Linked DNA regions of Hordeum vulgare: region 2 is linked to region 1. A link is a contact called in public Hi-C data. All regions are on one chromosome and are shown on one strand. Each heading gives the region's core, a stretch centred on a gene start, on an enhancer-like site or on the middle of the called end of the contact. The rest is flanking DNA. Distances are from core to core; before and after follow the strand shown.

Evidence for each region. A called contact is a pair of places that touch in the nucleus more often than the background predicts.
Region 2: a Hi-C map of seedling shows a contact between it and region 1, with 2.5 times the contacts expected there. The contact joins the promoter of LOC123404678 here to the promoter of LOC123403165 in region 1. A contact is called at or near these places in 2 of 6 Hi-C or Micro-C datasets (leaf and seedling) and 1 of 1 datasets of contacts at active chromatin or transcription factors (embryo).

Annotation. Positions count from the first base shown.
Region 1 is chr6H:333,149,085-333,153,316 of MorexV3_pseudomolecules_assembly, forward strand. It overlaps LOC123403165 (vacuolar protein sorting-associated protein 20 homolog 2), which reads right to left and starts at 1,944. Exons shown (of 6, transcript XM_045097126.1): 1 at 1,704-1,944; 2 at 791-943; 3 at 476-628. The coding sequence starts at 1,805.
Region 2 is chr6H:333,536,555-333,540,786 of MorexV3_pseudomolecules_assembly, forward strand. LOC123404678 (CCAAT/enhancer-binding protein zeta) reads left to right here and starts at 1,963. Exons shown (of 16, transcript XM_045098615.1): 1 at 1,963-2,968; 2 at 4,221-4,232. The coding sequence starts at 2,116.

The DNA of each region.
Region 1 (4,232 bases), core at 694-3,193:
CTCTACCAATAGAAATAGCATGGTGCTCGTCAAAATCAGATGAAACAAATTTTAATTACGGGCATTGATTATAAGTACAAAGACATAAATAATACAATATAACAGATGATAAATTGATTCTTGTATTAGCCACAAGTTCAGAAGCATCATACTTTGTAGATCTGTTCATGTTTTAAGTTGCAGACTACAGAGCTAATTATATATATTTAAATGGTGTAAGAACGAAATCAGTAATGATTTTTAGGCAACTATCACATAGCCCACATGATGTGCATGGTCTAATTAGTTCACCACAAATAGATGAAAACAGCTTTTACAGAGATCCAAGGTGCCACTTAATGTGTTAAGCGTCAACTAAAGAGATTGTAAGAAAGGCATATGAATAACTTCAAACAAGATGGAAGAATCTCAAATGGATAAAAGCATTACAAATATAGGTAGTAAACAGTGGACTGGAAAAGTTTATTGAACTTACATCCTGATAAGCCTTGGCCTCAGCTGTGTCATCCATTAACTTTTGGACATCGTCGATGTTAATCTCACTCTGTATAGACTTAAGGGCAGCATTTCCAGTCTTTAGGCTTTCCAATACAGCCTTTTGCTTACTTGCTAGTTCAATATCTGCCAGCTTCAACAAGAGAACACAAACAGACTGTCAAATTATAGATCAAAACTAAAGAGACTTAATTCTGGTCAGATTGAATGATGTAAAGCATAAATACAGATCTTCTGTCCTATACATGAACATGGAATTCATTAGGAGCCAGAATCTATCCAATAAACTACTAACCTGCTGTTCGACATTCATTTGCCATGTATCAACTTGTTTCAGGAGCTCTTCCTGGGATTTCTTCTTCTTCAGTGCAATCAAAGCTCTGTCTTTCTTCTTCTGTTGAACCAACTGGCGTGCAGCTTCCTTTTCTGCTTCAATCACCTTCTCAAGCTGGAAGAAAGAAAAGTAAACCATACATAAACAGAATCAGTACCATCTTAATTCTAAGTAGAAATGGCATTCCAGTGATTTACTAATGCAAGACACGCTCATCAGTTCAGTTAGAATAATTGAACAGTTCATCACAACACTAAAAGTTATACCCACCTAAAGGTATCAAAACCCGATGGCAAAATAATTTCTTCGCACAACATGCTAGTACAAAATCAGATAGTTTGCTAGTTTGCACTAGCAAACGAGTCCCATGGCACTAGCACTGATAGACTGAGATAATGGCAGCGCACCAAAGCATGCACTAGAATACAGTCCGGTTTTCGCAATATGCTCTGGAAAGTACTATCCTAATTTGTTAACATGAATGTGCAGTTCTCACAGACATTCACCTTAATACATTATAATCCAACCCAAAACCTATACTCTTTTCCTGATGACAATGCCAAACATTCTAAATCTGGATCACTGCTGTCAACCCAAAATGACAAACAACAAACCACATCAGAACTGGGCCCTCCTAACAAAACTAACAAAGTGGAAAAGGCCTGTCCCCGTTCAGGTATAGAAACAACGTTATGCAAAACCTAACCTAAACCAAACCTGGTATTATCTAGGTCCGGGGGGCAAAGTTGGAGATCGATAAACTACAAGAATTGAATCTCAATGATCACAATACAAACTACAACAATTCGATGGTATAATAGGAACGGGGGGATGGAAACATATGATCGGATCGGGCAGAGCGGGAGCAGGGGACCTGCTGCTGGAACTGCGCGAGCTTGCGGCGCTGTGTCTTGAGGGCGAGGATGGCCTTGTCAACCTCCGTGATCTTAGGCTTCTTCACGAACACGTTCCCCATCTTTCTCTCCCCGTGTATACCCCTCGCGAGCAAGGTTTCGCCGGCGGCGGGGTAGACGGCGGCGGGATAGAAGGAAGAGGGGGAGGGGAAGGTGGACTGCAGGAGGAGACGCGGTCACGGCATCACAGTTCACGGGTAGGGCCGGGGAGAATTTAGGATCGGGTTCGTATTACCCGTTACCCCTTGTTTTTATGGGGAAGACCCGTTACCATTTACCAACAGCTCTTCCCTCTTTCTCTGTGAAACAAAGATGTTGAATAATAAAGGAAAGAATTTTATGTGGTCGTTAGGTTACTCGAGTTGTTTTTGTTGTAGAGTGAAAGTAGAAAATGACAAATAAAGTATTTAAATGATCCACTAGTTTCTTTGTAATGTCTAATGTGGGAGATTCACTTACGGCATGGTCAATGGACCACGCTGGACGGGTGCCCGAGGTGCCACATCGTCCTGCCGAGTGCCACCTCCACTAAACATGTGGCTTGCAAAGCAAAACGGGATACTGCAGAAGAACTCGCTTCTTTCCTGACAAAAGAGACGGGGCAACTGCTCGGGCGACGTGATGGGAGGGATGTCGCTTCGCTCGATTCGAAACCACGCGCCCCCAACAAAATCCCGCGAGCAAGAGATTAGAAGGGCACGAAAGGGAGAAAGAACGAGCGGGAAGGGGAGAAGGGAAGGGCACGACTAGGGAGCGGAGGCGCGGTGCGAACGAGCGGAGAAGGCGGCGCACACTCGTCCTCAGCCCAAAATCGACACCCTCGATTCCCGCTCTTGCTGCAAGGTATGAGGTTAGTCCTTCCCGTGCTTCTTCTCGTGCTCATGGCCAGATTGATTTTCTTCAGTAAACTGGCTAGGGTTCGATGGATTTTGGAGATTCATGGTGATTCAGTAAATCCATTCGTTCAAGACAAAGATTGATTCCCTTGTGTGTGATTTAGGTTCAATCTATTTGAGTCAGCTGACCATGCTTGTGGAAATCCCGAAATCCCCATTTTTTTCTTCTTCAGTGAAGAGTGAACTGGGCATGTTAACCATCTATGTTAACTATTGTAATAACAAACATTTTTTTCTTCAGCTGTAATGGAACAATGTCCTCCTAATGGTTTCATGAGCTTCCTTCAAGGCCAAAGTCATCCCAACCTCACCTCGCCAGCCCCTTGGCAGCTTGGTTTCTAGTATCTAGTGATGCAGCCGCCGCTGCCAACCAGCCAAGCACCACTCTCTTCCTTCAACATATGATCCCAGGATCACAACTTCATCGACCAAGCGAAAACGAGTCACAATCGATGTGAAAACAGATGATGAAGATAGAAAGAGGTTGCACTATACAAAAGATGAGGACATCAGATTGGTAAGCTCCCAAAATCCTCCTATTCTTGTCATGTAGACATCAAAGATATTTCATGTCTTGCCATCTAAGAAATTATTTAGGATGGTTTGTAATGCCCAAGATGCGATCATATCTTTATTTTGGCACGAGTGCCTCGACAGGGATAGAAACGCATCTTGTCGTTTCGCAAAAATGGATATCATTACAAGTTCATGTACAGGAGAGATAAGTATATGGAATTGGCTTACACTCGCCACAAGCTACAACATGAACATCTCAATACAACAATACATTCAATCATCATGTAGAAAAGCAGGGTCCGACTACAGACGAAATCAAACGAATAAAATGACGTCCATCCTTGTTATCCGAGGCTGGCGGCCTGGAAACCATCCTATGATCGATGAAGAAGAAGAAAAAGAAGAAACTCCAAATAGAACAATCATCATGCTCACGTCAAGGTATCGCTTTACCTGTGTCAGCAACTGTTGTTGTAGTAATCTGTGACCCAGAGGGACTCAACAATCTCATTTCGAAAGGTATCAAGACTAGCAAAGCTTAATGAGTGAGGTATGGTTAAGTGATGAGGCTGCAACAAGCAACTAAGCATTTATTTGAGTGGCTAACTTACGAGTACAAGAATAAGAGGAGGGTGATCTACGCATATCGTTGTAAACTAAGGATGATCACAAAGTGATCCTGAACACCTACTTACATCAAACATAACCCCATCGTGTCCTCTCTCGGATGTAGAACTCATAAAAAGAGACAGCCACGGTTACGCACACAATTGGCATATTTTAATTAAGTTTACTTCAAGTTTGCTATGATCGGGTGTTAAACACAGTTTCCAAGTTGTCACATAACCGCGGGCATGGCTCCCAGAAAGATTAACCTTGCAGAGGTGCTCCAACTAGTCCATCACAAACTACCACAAGCTGCCCTGAAGAGAAAACCTCAACCTCGAGGTAGCTTGAGTTATCATCAATATCCTAGCCCACACGACCTTCGATAAGAGTAAAACAAATCCAGCAAGATCGTCCTGCAGGCCAGGTCCCAATAGGAGTCGCGTGTATCTCTTTCTCGGGGCATTACCA
Region 2 (4,232 bases), core at 713-3,212, 390 kb after region 1:
GGAGGTGGAGGCGACGTACCAGAACGCGCTGGCAGCCGTCCTGCATGCGAGTGAGGAGTAGGCCTACCAGAAGCAGCTGGCGGAGGCCATTGCACTCTCCGCTGTCGGCGACTGTGTCGTGCCCCCACCGACCTCGCCGCCCCCCGCCGAGCTAGGATCGTAAGTCCCGAGGCCCGAGTTGTACGCCTGGGATGGGGTGGTGCGCGATTGGATCAGCGCGCCACCCGTCTGGTTGGGTGCGACGCCGGAGCAGGAGGCCGCCTACCTGAAGCACTGGCACAACGGCGGGTGAGGGAGGAGGACGCACAGGAGCGACGGATCGAGCCGATGGAGCGCGAGGCTGAAGCTGAGGAGGAGGAGCGACTTGCTGCCCAGCGAGCGTTGGTGCAACACCGGCGGACGACATCACTGCCGCGTGAGAGACGGTCTTCCCCTGGGCTGGCCCAGGCCGATGCTCGTCGACCTCACCAGCCCCAACGACGACGAGGAGAAGGACGCATAGGGCAGCGCGCCTCCTCGTTTTTAGCTTATTTAATTTTATGTTTATTGTAATGTGGACTATCGTCGGCCTTCCGGACCGGTATTAATGTTCAATTAATGATTTTTATATTTTTTGAAATGTTTACTTCGTGCCGCCTAAAAATGGATCGCTCGTCGCATTGAACGCAAGCGCCGACCCAATTGCAAAAGCGGACACGTATGTCCGCTGAGCCGACCCAAATGGAAAAAATACGGACAAAAACGCCGTCCGTTTGGGTCGGCACGTTGGAGTTGCTTTTTTTTTTAAAAAGGTTGGAGTTGCCCTTAGTAAGTGGATAGATTTGAGGATGAAAAATAGACTTCTTTCTCTCCTAGTTTTAGTCGTCACTGTCCAAATAAAAAAAGGGAAAGTCTTACATTCCACCGACTGATCCGCGTGATCCATCCGCCGTTCGCTTGTCCGTTGGATCTGACGTCGATCTGATCGCGAACCGTTCCTGAAACTGGATCGTTGTTTCAGAAACTGGGCAGTTGTTTCGCAAAACTGCCCATCCGTGTCTCCGCCTCCGCCTCGGCCCCGACGACCTCGCCGCCGCCGGCCTGCTGCATCTCGCCGCCCCTCCGCCGTCGGCCTGCTGCGGCCCCGCCGCCCCTCCGCCGCCGACCTGCCCGCCGCCTTCCGTCGCCCTTGCTCGCCCTCCGCCACGGCCCCGCGCCACGGCCCCGCCCCGTTGGCCTGCACCGCGGCCCTCCGTCGCCGGCCTGCATGCCGCCCTCCGCCGCCCTGCATGCCGCCCTCCGCCGCCCCTGCCGCCCTCCGCTGCTGCCCCGCGCCACGGCCCCGCCCCGTCGGCCTGCACCGCGGCCCTCCGTCGCCGGGCTGCCCGTCGCCCTCCGCTGCCGCCCCGCGCCACGGCCCCGCCCCGTCGGCCTGCACCGCGGCCCACCGTCGCCGGCCTGCATGCAGCCCTCCGCCGCCCCTGCCCGCCCTCCGCTGCCCCTGCCCGCCCTCCGCCGCTGCCCCGCGCCACGTGTTCTGCAACTCGACCTTTGTTGCAAAAAGTTTCCTGCAACACGACATTTTGTTGCAAAAATTTCTTCCGTAAAAACACCTATATTACAGAAAGACGAAGATTTTTTTTTTCTGCAACAAGCAAATTGTTTCTGAAACTCGACCGTTGTTTCAGGAATTAACGGATCCAAAGTTTATTTTTTGCAACAAAGCGAAAGTTTCTGCAACTCGAGCATCGTTTCAGGAATTGCGTCCAGAGCGGATCAGACGCAGCGGATCGGACGGCTACACGCGTGAGATCGAACGGCTGTCGAGGTGGTGGATATTTAATAAATATCCACGGGTAGATGCGTGATAGTCCCCGTAAAAAAAAGCACTAGGATTTTTAGTCGCTCGATGAGCCCCTGCGTAGCGGTTACTGGGCCGGGCCGAAGAAGGAGAAGGGGTTCGCGGAGAGGCGCGTTAGTTGCAAATAGGAATTGCCCTGCTCAAGCACCCCTAGCCCGCTAGCCGCCGCCTCCACCTCCAGTCCTCCTCCCACCGGCGCCACCCTCAGCCGCCGCCTCACCCTCCATATCCCACTTCGCCTCTGACTGCATATCCCCTCGCCGCGGTATCTATCCATGACGGAGCTAAACCCTAAGCCCAAGTCCGCAAAGAAAGCGAGGAAGCCCGCCGCCGGTGCGGAGGAGAAGAGCATGGACGCGCTCACGTCCGATGTAAGCCCCAAGCTCAAGTCCAGCAAGAAATCAAAGAAGCCCGCCGCCGAGGTGGTTGAAGAGAAGGGCGCGGACGCGCTCAAGTCCGACCTAAGTCCCGAACCCATGTCCACCAAGAAGAAGAAGAAGAAGAAGAAGCCCGCCGCCGGTGGGGAGGAGGATGACATTGACGCGATCAAGTCCGACGTCGCCTCGTTCGCCTCATCGCTGGGACTTGTCCCCGGCGCCGGCAACTCCTCCGGGTTCGACGACTCCGATTTCCGCAAGTCCGGCCCCATGAGCGCCCCCAAACCGCCCAAGCATCCCCAAACCCCAGAAGCGCCCGCAAACACCGAACCCCTCCAAAACCCTAAACCTACCAAGAAGCCGCATCCTCTCGAGCTCCATGCCCCTCATACCGCCGCCACCACTAGTGCCGCCACCAATTACCCGCTGGTCAAGGCGAGTGCTCTCTCCGGGCAGTGGCACGCTGATGCTGCTGAGCTGGAGGCCAGGGTCCTAGGCGACCGTAAGCATGCCCCACCAGCAGTGGGGCTTCAGGAGATGCAGCGGATGGTGGAGCGGAAGCGGGAGCTGGCAGAGAAGCTCATCATGCAGTACTCGAGGGAGTATGACTCGGTGCGCAGGGGAACTGGTGATCTCAAGCTCCTCGAGATGTCGGCAAAGTCCGGTACATCATCCGATAAGGTGTCGGCGTTCACATGTCTAGTCGAGGACAATCCAATAGCGAACATGAGGGCCCTTGACTCTCTCCTTGGTGAGTTGCACTATTGAAATGCTCATCTTCGTTGTGTATTGAACAAATTGAGGCAATAATGCTTAGTTGATCATGGAAAGAGGGTTAGATTACATTTGGGATTCTTCCTGTACCTAGACACTGAGCTAGGAAAGAATGTTCTGAAGTGATTCTGACAACTTATCAACTTTTACGATCATAAGGGCAGTTTTTATGTAACACTTTAGTCAAAGTGGCATTTGGAAACAATTCGATTGCACTAAATGTGACTGCAACCAGGAAAATATGCAGTGTTTCAGATCGGAAAATGAATCATGAATGTTAGATAGAAATAGCATAAATGTTAGACCTTTAAGACATAAAACCAACTTGAAGTCACTAGAAAATCTTAGATGGGTCATGAGCGGAACAGTTGCACACCAAAAGTTCAATAAAACTCATATGATGCTGATCCCCAAACCAAGGAACTCCAGAATAGATATTTGTTTGTTATGTGCAGTAGGCTTTATTTTAGTGGCAGATGCTCGCCATAGGCTTGGACTATTGCATTGCTGTCATCGGGTAGTGTATATGGTCCGCGACTCAGTATAATCAGTGCCACTTGTCTTATGTAAACGCCAGTGAGGTCTTTATCAGTGAATGCGTTCCTTGCCACTGGAGAAAGATTGCTCAAGTTTACAAGATGACTCACCTTTGAGTTGAGGTTACTACCATCTGCGTCATTCATCTTCTCGTAGATTTCTTTTTGAAAACTGAGGTCGCAGTTTTATTCTGGTACCTTATAATAATATAAGCATAACCAATTCTTTTAGAAGTAGAACCTCACCAGGCCTGTCCAGATACATCTTAAGGCCATTATAATATCAATGGAGTAGCACAATTTTTCAGATAAATTCACCATCTATTGAGAAGTTAAGATCTGTCATAAATGGCAAATCGATATCGTCTCAAATCACAGGTTTTGAAATATTTATGAACTAGTATCAGTTTATGCTATATAATATTCAGTTCAGCTAAGATGGATATTGCTTGGACAAAGCACTATGTTTGTGCATACAGGAAATTAGTTTTCCTGCAGTTCCAAGTTTGTTAAGCATGTTTTGTTTTGTTTTGTTTTGGGTTATTTTATATTTTTTGTTTGCAATCTTCAGTATAGCTAGACTTTCAATGTCAATATGCTGTTTTGCAAGTCATCTTGTTTGTGTTCTCTTCTTTGATAAATATTCTAAAGAGTTTTTTTTCTTTCTGTTTTTTGGAAACAAAATTACAACAGGTATGGTTGCAT